Linked DNA regions of Rattus norvegicus: region 1 is linked to region 2. Evidence: chromatin contacts called from public Hi-C data. All regions are on one chromosome and are shown on one strand. The core of a region is the stretch at or near the end of the contact, and the rest is flanking DNA. Distances in the headings are between cores, read along the strand shown.

Region 1 (4,249 bases), core at 1,230-3,729, 96 kb before region 2:
ACTGTACACTCATCTCTCTAAGGTGACTGCATTCATGTCACCATCCAGATCTTCCTTATCTTCTGATGTGCAAACCAAGTTCACCTCCATCCAGGACTATTTTCTCCCTGCTCCAAAGCCAAGAGCAGGTTTAAGCCATTTAACTTAACCTAGTAACAGACACTTAGTGAGATATGTAATCGCTCTGCACGATGGCTTATTAAGTCTTTGCATTCGTTAAAGTCAATTAAAATAAAAACACAACAAACCACTGACATGTTAAATCACTATTTTACAGGCAAGAAAATATAGAGTTTAACTTCATGTTCAATCCTTTGTCCATGGCCAGATCTTCACTACGATAGGCAATAGACGGAAATACACGAGACCTGCAGAGGACTGAGCAGTCAAGTACAGGATTGCTCAGGGGCACACAGAGTATGACTAACGGTCTTGAGGCTAAGGAAGGAAGGGCTAAAGACACTTGTCTTAGGACAAGTTACCCATGAATCTGGACTTCAGAGACCTCCATGACAGTATGGAAATGAGGCCAAGGATGGAGTATGGAACCTCAGAAAAATAATTTAGGAAAGGTAAACACGGAGCCAGATTATGATAAGAGGGCTCTACTTTTTTTTTGGTCCTGGGAGCACTAAGGAACCACTAATTCCTTTGACCAAATGAGATTAGAAACACTCCTTCAAGAGACCATCAGTTAAGGGTGAAGTGCACAGAACAGCGAGTGAGAGGCAGCAGGCAGCAATAGTGGCGGGAAACCTACTGGGATGGCATTATAGCACCATGATAGCACTTGATGACCTTGGGGTCAGGGTGGGGTCTGGAGGCAATTCTGAAAAAGAGAAAAAGGTGACAGCCATGCCCGGAGTGCTGGCTTGGACACCACAGGCGGTAAAGCATCATTCATTAAGGTGGGATTCGAGGAAGGTTGCTTTCTTAGGCAAGGGACTGTGAATCTGCTTGCTGCTTTTCCAGAAGGCTCAATTCATCCGTGTGCCAGCTTATAACCACTTGTTAACTTCAGCCCCAGGCGTTTTCTGGCCTCTAACACCATTTTCTGGCCTCTGTGAGCTCCATTCACATGTGACATACACACAGACTTTTTTTTTTTTTTTTTAAGTTTTAGATCTAAGCAGGGATATCTAACACACAGTTAGAAAGCTCTAGGAAAGATGTAGTATGGATTTGGAGCTACCTCAAGGCAACGAACGAAAAACACCAGATTGGATAAGAATATCCAAGACTTCAGAGGACGTTATCTTGTGATGCAGTACAAAAGGTTAAGTGGTTTTTCCAGAGTGAGCATTTTAGAGTGTCTGTCAATCCTTTAAAAACCTACCATGGTCTCGGGCCACAAGTTAGGTAGGAATAGTGAGTGGTCACCTACATGAGCAAACTGTAGAGAATTCTGGATGACACCCACATGTCTGAAAAGGAGAAGGGGACAAGGGGACCCACCATGGCTGTCCAAGGCACAACAAACAGTACTCAGCCAAGAGTGGTTAGTTGTGACACAAGATTAAGGTGTGAAACTGCTACTAGAATCGACAAAACAGGCAGTGATCTTGTTTACAACCATCATACTGAGTGCTTAGGACTCAAGTGCCCGGCACAGTCCTGGGTGGTAATGCAAGATCAAGTGGAAACTCAGCAGAAATCACTTTAAAAAAGGGGGGGGGGGGTGTTAGGGAGAGGCTGTCATCTGCAGTCATTCTGAGGTTCCTACCGAAGCTTCCTCATTACCTAGCCACAAGGCCAGACATCTCTGTACACACACCTGAGTCAATTCTGACAAACTCTAAGACAAGAATAACAATCTCAAGGTTGCTCTGAGGAGTCAGACAAGACAAGGTTCATGAACTATCTGGCACCGGATTGGCCAGAATGGCTTGGATATAGCTTGCCTTGCAGAGAACACAGCGATTGGGAGAAACGGACAAAAGACGGATCCACCAGGGACCCTGAGAAAGGTGGGAAGCACAGAATGGAGGGAACTCTCTCACTCTTTCATTTCCCCTGTCAAACAGTGAAGACAGAAAGGCAAGATCGCTCAGTTGGTTAAGGTACTTGCCACCAAGCTTTACAAACTCCACCAGAGTTCCATCCCGCGAACCACAAAGGTGGAAAGCATGGAACAGACTGCCGCCAAGTTGCCTTCTAAGCTCTACACGTGCCTCGTGGAATCCACGCGCCCGCGGTCCCCACCCCAACACAAAGTAAGTAAATCCAATTGAAACATTTAAAAGCAAAGGGCGGTCCAAGAATCGGGAGCTGCAAGGAGAGCCCCGGGACACCAAGAGACACTGTGCAGAGGGCCGGACGCAAGGGGCGCGTCCCACAGCACGCGACCCCCGTGGCCCGGGTTCCCGCTCACCAGTAGGTTCTCTACGTTGATGGGGTCCCGGCAGCGGCGGCGCACGGTCTCCTGAGCCGGGTCCACCAGCAGGCTGGGCAGTTTCCGCGCCGTCCGCTGCTGACTCATGATGTCCCGCGCCCCTCGCGCCCCACGCGCCCTCCCGCCTTTCCGGGAGGCTCGGTGCGCGCGCTCCCGGCCCCTTCAGCGCCGCCCGCTCCACCCACGGAGCACTGCGGCTTCACTCACGGAGCGTCGCGGTCCCACTCGCCTAGCGCTGCCCTCAGGCGCGGAGGGGATCGGGGTAGGCGCGCAGGGGGACCAGGGTGACCAGGGTGACCTCAGAGGCACTCAGGTCCCCGAGCCGGCCATCTTCCCGCATGCGCAGTGCGCCTGCCTTTGCACATGCGCACCGCCTTCCCTGGAGATCTCCCGCGCACACGCGTCCTCGCCCGCAGCTGACACCCGGGTGTTCCGGAGGATGGATCCTCGGAGAGGGTGGCGGGGAAGCGGGGGTGGGGAGAGGTAAGAAAAGAGGTGGAGCAGGGATTCCGGGGTACCAGAGTCGGCGCTCCCTAGTCCGGACCCGCGACCGGCGGACTGCAGGGGCTGAGTGCCCAGGGACGATGACAGTCCCGCTCCCATCACGCATCTAAGGGTGTTTAGCACATGCTCATAAACAAGCCATCCTGGAGGGACCAGAACGAGCGCCGTAGAGATCCAGGCAGGGAGATCATGTGTTTGAATTCGAAGTCAGCTAAAGTTCATCCTTAGAGTATACGTTGTCCCAAAAGCACAAACTTTTTTTTTTCTGTATCAGTTCTTGAATAGTTATTGTATCAGGTATTGGGCTGGCTCAAGAAGATACTGTTTTAAATATAACAGACTGGATCCAGAATCCAATGGAGGAGATAGATAAAACATCTTAACTGGAGCTTGGAGAGATGGTTCTACGTTTAGGAGCACTGGCTGCCCTACCAGAGGACCTGAGTTCAATTCTCATTACCCACACATTGGCTCAAACCATCTGTTAACTCCAGGCCCAGGGGAATCTAATGCCCTTTTTCTGATCTCCATAGGCACCAGGCACACACATGTTAATATGATATATATATATATATATATATATATACACACACACACACACATATACACACACACATATATATATGCAAAACACACACACACACACACACATATATATATATATATATATATATGCTAAACTAAACTTAAAAAAGAAAAGAGAGGGGTTGGGGATTTAGCTCAGTGGTAGAGCGCTTGCCTAGCAAGCGCAAGGCCCTGGTTTCTGTCCTTAGCTCCGGAAAAAAAAAAGTTACCTGGAGTCACAGATAGCTTTTCAAATTGTAAGATCTTAAGCAAGTTTCTAAAAGTCATTCTGTGACTTAGTTTCTCAATTTGTAATGTGGGGAGTTCTTACTGAATAAAGATACCAACTTGTTCTTTCTAAAGCCTGTCTCTATAAAATTGTTCCAGTAAACTGCCTCTCCCCGCCCCCACTCCGTGTGTCCTCTGATTCATTCTGTCAAATCTTTCTCTAACTTCTCACTTTGCCCTCAATTAGATGTTACTTTTAAACGTGGCTGCTTTCTTCTACAAACCAATCTTACGTTCATTATTAGGGATTAAAGGCATGTCTATATTCCATTCAGGTTGTACTATAATCCAGAGTGTGTCTGTATTTGGTCAGATCATATAGACCTAGAAAGTCTTTGGGTGTGATCCCTTGCCAGAGTAGCCCTGTTGCTGGATTAAAATCCCTTTACAATGTGATTTGGTGTTTTGCCTGCCTGCATGTCTCTGTGTGGGCATCAGGTCCTCTGGAATTGGAATTACAGACAGTTGTGAGCCACCATGTGGGTGCTGGAAATTGAACCT
Region 2 (4,010 bases), core at 184-2,683:
TTCCCACAAGGCTGGGTCCTATGCTCTTGCCCTGGCTTCTTTGCTTATCCCTCAGGTGTCTCTCAGAAAAGCTATGTCCCTAACTGGAAGCCGTCTGCTCACTGCACCCAACTGTCCACTGTGCAACTGGACCAGGAGCTTAGTCTCACCTCTGAGCCATCAGGAGCTGCTGCCCATGGCCACTGTCACTTCCTGCTGAGCATGCGCGATGACACCATGAGGCCTCCATGTGCATGGCTTGTAACCTGTAGCCTGGCTAGCTGGTCTCTTCAGTGTCCTTGACCTTGGACTTCCTGTCTCTTGTTCAGCGTCTTCTCTATGCTCAGGCTTAGATTTCCTCCTCAGGAACCCTGGACATTTCTCAAGGTTGTCTTCTTGAGGGCCGGTCAGACTGTGTGCATCTCAAGGTTTCCAGGTTGGAAGCCAATAGATAAATAGAAGGGTTAATTGTTATTAATTAATCAGCTAATTATGCCCGTCTCTCCGACCTTCTTGATAATGCTGTCCCATGGTACTCCCAGTCAGCACACACCCACTTACAACTCAACTCGTGAACAGCCACACCAGCACGGCCCTTTGGAAGAGAGCTACTAAGGGTACAAGACATACATCTCCCTGATGCTGAGCAGATTCCAGGACTCGGAGCGAGATGAGCGTGCGAGCCTGGGAAAGTGCCAGTTTCCTCTGAGTCAAACTGAGAGATGGCTGGACATGTGTAGGGGGTTTGTGGAAGAGACGGAGACTGGGCAGGACAGGGTCAGTTGGAGTGGATGAGATAAGAGGCACCTTGTCTGAGTGAGAAGATGAAGCTAAGATGGGTGGTGTAGTCCACAGCCTTGGGTGCCTGTGGACCGGGACTTCATCCTTCTGTTGAGGTTAAACGCCACTCTTTGTGCGACTGATATGAAGGATTTCACAAGAACGTTTAGTTTTCCATAGTGACTGGCAATGGGTCGGTTAAGCCGAGGGCCCTGTGCATTGACAGTGAGTGGCAGCGTACCTGGCCTTGTGTGCACATTAGCTCTCCTGAGTAACACACAGGATTGTTCATGTTATGCTGTTACCTGTTCTCACTGTTACCAGCAGGATTTCCATGGTCAGTTCATCCTGTACCTATCCCTGACAGGCTGGGGGTTTTCCTTGCTCTTAAGGTCTTTCACCGAATATGAAACTGCTCACGATGTGAGATTAGAGGTTTTCGTGCAGTATGGAGTCTTCTCTGGGGCAATGGCTTTTAACTTTCACCTCACCTACTGAACTTCTCTTGAATACTAGCCAGAGTCCCCAGGGACAGCCCATTTAAGAGCAGTGCTTATGTAGAGACATGTGGTTTTTATAGCCTCACGCAAAATGACCGTGAAGCAGAGAGTGTGATAAAGTAAGAATATCTGGCTCTGCCCCAGGCCAGGGCCTCCCTTGACCTAGGACCTTGGACTCACAGGAACCAGACCGGCTATTGGCAGAGCAAGGTTGTTTTGGGATGGCTTACAGAGGAGCAGTGGGTAAATGGAGAGTTGTCATGTGTCTCTCGTATTAACCAGTGCCTCTGCCTGGTTTCACTGGAATGACTTTGTAGAGATCCTTTGAAACACATGCTCTGCATGTTTGTCTCTGATACAAGGAGGTTTCTCATCACTACCCGGATGGCCTGTCTGGGGCTGTAAGCGGGCAGAGACCTGTCTATCATAGGAGGAAGATAGATAAATAGATAGTAGGAAGACAGATTGCCTTCCCTGACATAACTGTGGCAGTTTCTCCACTCTGCTGGCTGCTGAACTTTGGGTCTTACTCCCAGGGTCCCCATCATGCATTTGGTATTTCTTAGAGTATAAAACAATGGGTTTATTGTGACCTTTTCATGCATGTATATCATATTTGCCCACAGTTGCCATTCCTGGTCCCTCCTTCTATCCCCTCAGTGGTTCTCTTCTTCCTTTCAATGTTATCCCTTTATTATAGATTTAAAGCAATATATATTATGTATATCAGTATGTCACATATATAAAAATACCCTGATTCTGCATATCAGAGAAAATATATAATTTGTCTTTTCCCATTATCCTCAGATTCATCTTTCTCCCCCTTTTAAAGACACACACACACACACACACATAAAGATATATATGTATGTATAGCTACCCACGTACATAAATACATACATATCCATATAGGTTTAAAATATAGATCTGCATATGTGAGAAAAACGTTTGTCTTTCAGAGTCTGGCTTATTTCACTTAACATAGTGACCTGCAGTCCCATTCATTTTATTCCCCCTTCAGATGATACAATTGTGTTCTTCACTGTGACTGAATAAAATCCCATTGTGTATGTAGGCTACATTTTCTTCATCCATCCACATACATGGAATTTTCATTGTGCCCCCAGGAGGGTGAAATCTCTCCTGTTTGCTCAGACTCACTTCTGTGGCCCGGTCAGTCTCTTCAGTCCTGTTGAGTCCAGGGTGTCTTGACTCCCTGATCCGATTGCCATGACAGATCCTCTGCCTGTGGCACTCTCTGGGTGATGGTATGGGGTGCAAATTGTTTGAAGAGGAGGCTGGAAGGGAGTTGAAAGGGAGACAGAGAGGCTCATGGCTTGCTTTCTCCTGCCCAGGTTTCTCTGGGAACTGTGTTGGCTGTGGGAAAAAAGGCTTCTGCTATTTCACCGAATTCTCCAACCACATCAACCTGAAGCTGACCACGCAGCCCAAGAAACAGAAGCACCTCAAGTACTATCTGGTTCGAAATGCACAAGGGGCACTGACCAAAGGACCTTTGATTTGCTGGAAAGGCTCTGGTGAGGGAGGGGCTTGAATCTGGAGGGGCAGAAGGATAGGGAGCTGGGTATGCACTCCCAGTGGGCATTGTGGGACTAGGAGGGGTACAGGCCATAGCAGGAGCATGGCACTGAAGATGCCCCTTAGGGTCAATGGAACTCAGACAGCTTGCATGACAGACTCCCTGGGCTAGGTAAACACTAGCAGAGGGCCATCTGGCATTGAGCTGGCATCTTTTTGGTGGGAATTAGGGACAGTGGTTCTTGTTCCCAGGGGACATTTATCAATGCCTGGGGATGTTCCTGATGTAAAGACTAGAGGCTGCTGCAGGCATTTCCAATACTGCTAAATACCCCACAGTGTGTAAGATAGCCACCCGAAAGAGCCTCCTAGTCTCAAAGTGTCACAGGAGGATGCTGAGAAAGCTGAGCTTGAACAGTACCATGCCTTTACCTCTCTCTGCATCCCTGAACCCTGCTCCCAGTGACCAAAGAGACAGCTCTGTGGTGCTGGTCCCCAGGGGCAAGCTTGGCTTTACCAGGCTGCACTGTGGCCCCTTAGTCTCCCTTGTATCTCTCCTATCCATTGTGTCAGCTGAGGAAGAGCAAGGGCATTGGCTGTCCTGAGTCCTGCCCTGGGTGGTGGAGCATGTCTAAGAAGTAACTTCTCAGAAGTAATCAGGAGAGCTGTCCTTTTGTCCCCTACTTTTTCTGAATCTTCTGGAATCTTCCACACTATTTTTTTTAGTGAAAGGAAGAGGTCTGCAGTGTGAGCAACTGAGTGTGGTTCCTCTTTTCCTCTCCTCCCTTATTTTTTCTTCTTCCTTTACTTTATTCTATGACTGCTTAATAAGTTCCCAGACCCTGTGGATGAAGCTGGCCTTCCCGGTGGGTCCAGTTCTCTATCTTGTTCACAGGTTAGAGTTGTTGCTGGGAGGTAGTACTTATGAAAGAGGATGTGTAGGGGTGGAGGGAGGGGCTGACTGGTCTGTGGCCTGGGGTGTTACTCTGCGTCTCCTTGGATGTTAAGCACAGAGCTGAGATAGCTCAGTTGTGTAAGCTGTGTTTCTTGTTTCCCCCATCAGACACTCTTATTCTCCCCGTTGATAGGGCCGCCCTTAGGCCGGGAACTGTTTGTGGAACACAACACCTCTTCCCTGCAACACACAGAAACAGAGACTAGCACGGCGCCGGCATCCTTTCTAAATACTTTTGTGCCCCTCTCTCCTATAGC

What was found. A called contact is a pair of places that touch in the nucleus more often than the background predicts.
Region 1: a Hi-C map of hepatocytes shows a contact between it and region 2, with 2.7 times the contacts expected there. The contact joins the promoter of E2f6 here to the enhancer-like site in region 2. A contact is called at or near these places in 12 of 12 Hi-C or Micro-C datasets (the A7r5 cell line, the Rat2 cell line, Schwann cells and 7 more) and 1 of 1 datasets of contacts at active chromatin or transcription factors (oligodendrocytes).

Annotation. Positions count from the first base shown.
Region 1 is chr6:45,319,488-45,323,736 of GRCr8, reverse strand. E2f6 (E2F transcription factor 6) reads right to left here and starts at 2,479. Exons shown (of 7, transcript NM_001100717.2): 1 at 2,372-2,479. The coding sequence starts at 2,479. It also overlaps a transcript of Greb1 not described here.
Region 2 is chr6:45,222,399-45,226,408 of GRCr8, reverse strand. It overlaps Greb1 (growth regulating estrogen receptor binding 1), which reads left to right. Exons shown (of 34, transcript NM_001427084.1): 6 at 2,615-2,797. Among named protein-coding and RNA genes, the nearest start is that of Greb1, 67 kb to the left of the region's middle. Within about 2 kb of position 1,433, at least 3 of the 93 cell types and tissues checked have an H3K27ac peak or open chromatin away from gene starts, as enhancers often do. A contact at or near this core is called in hepatocytes, where this site is marked.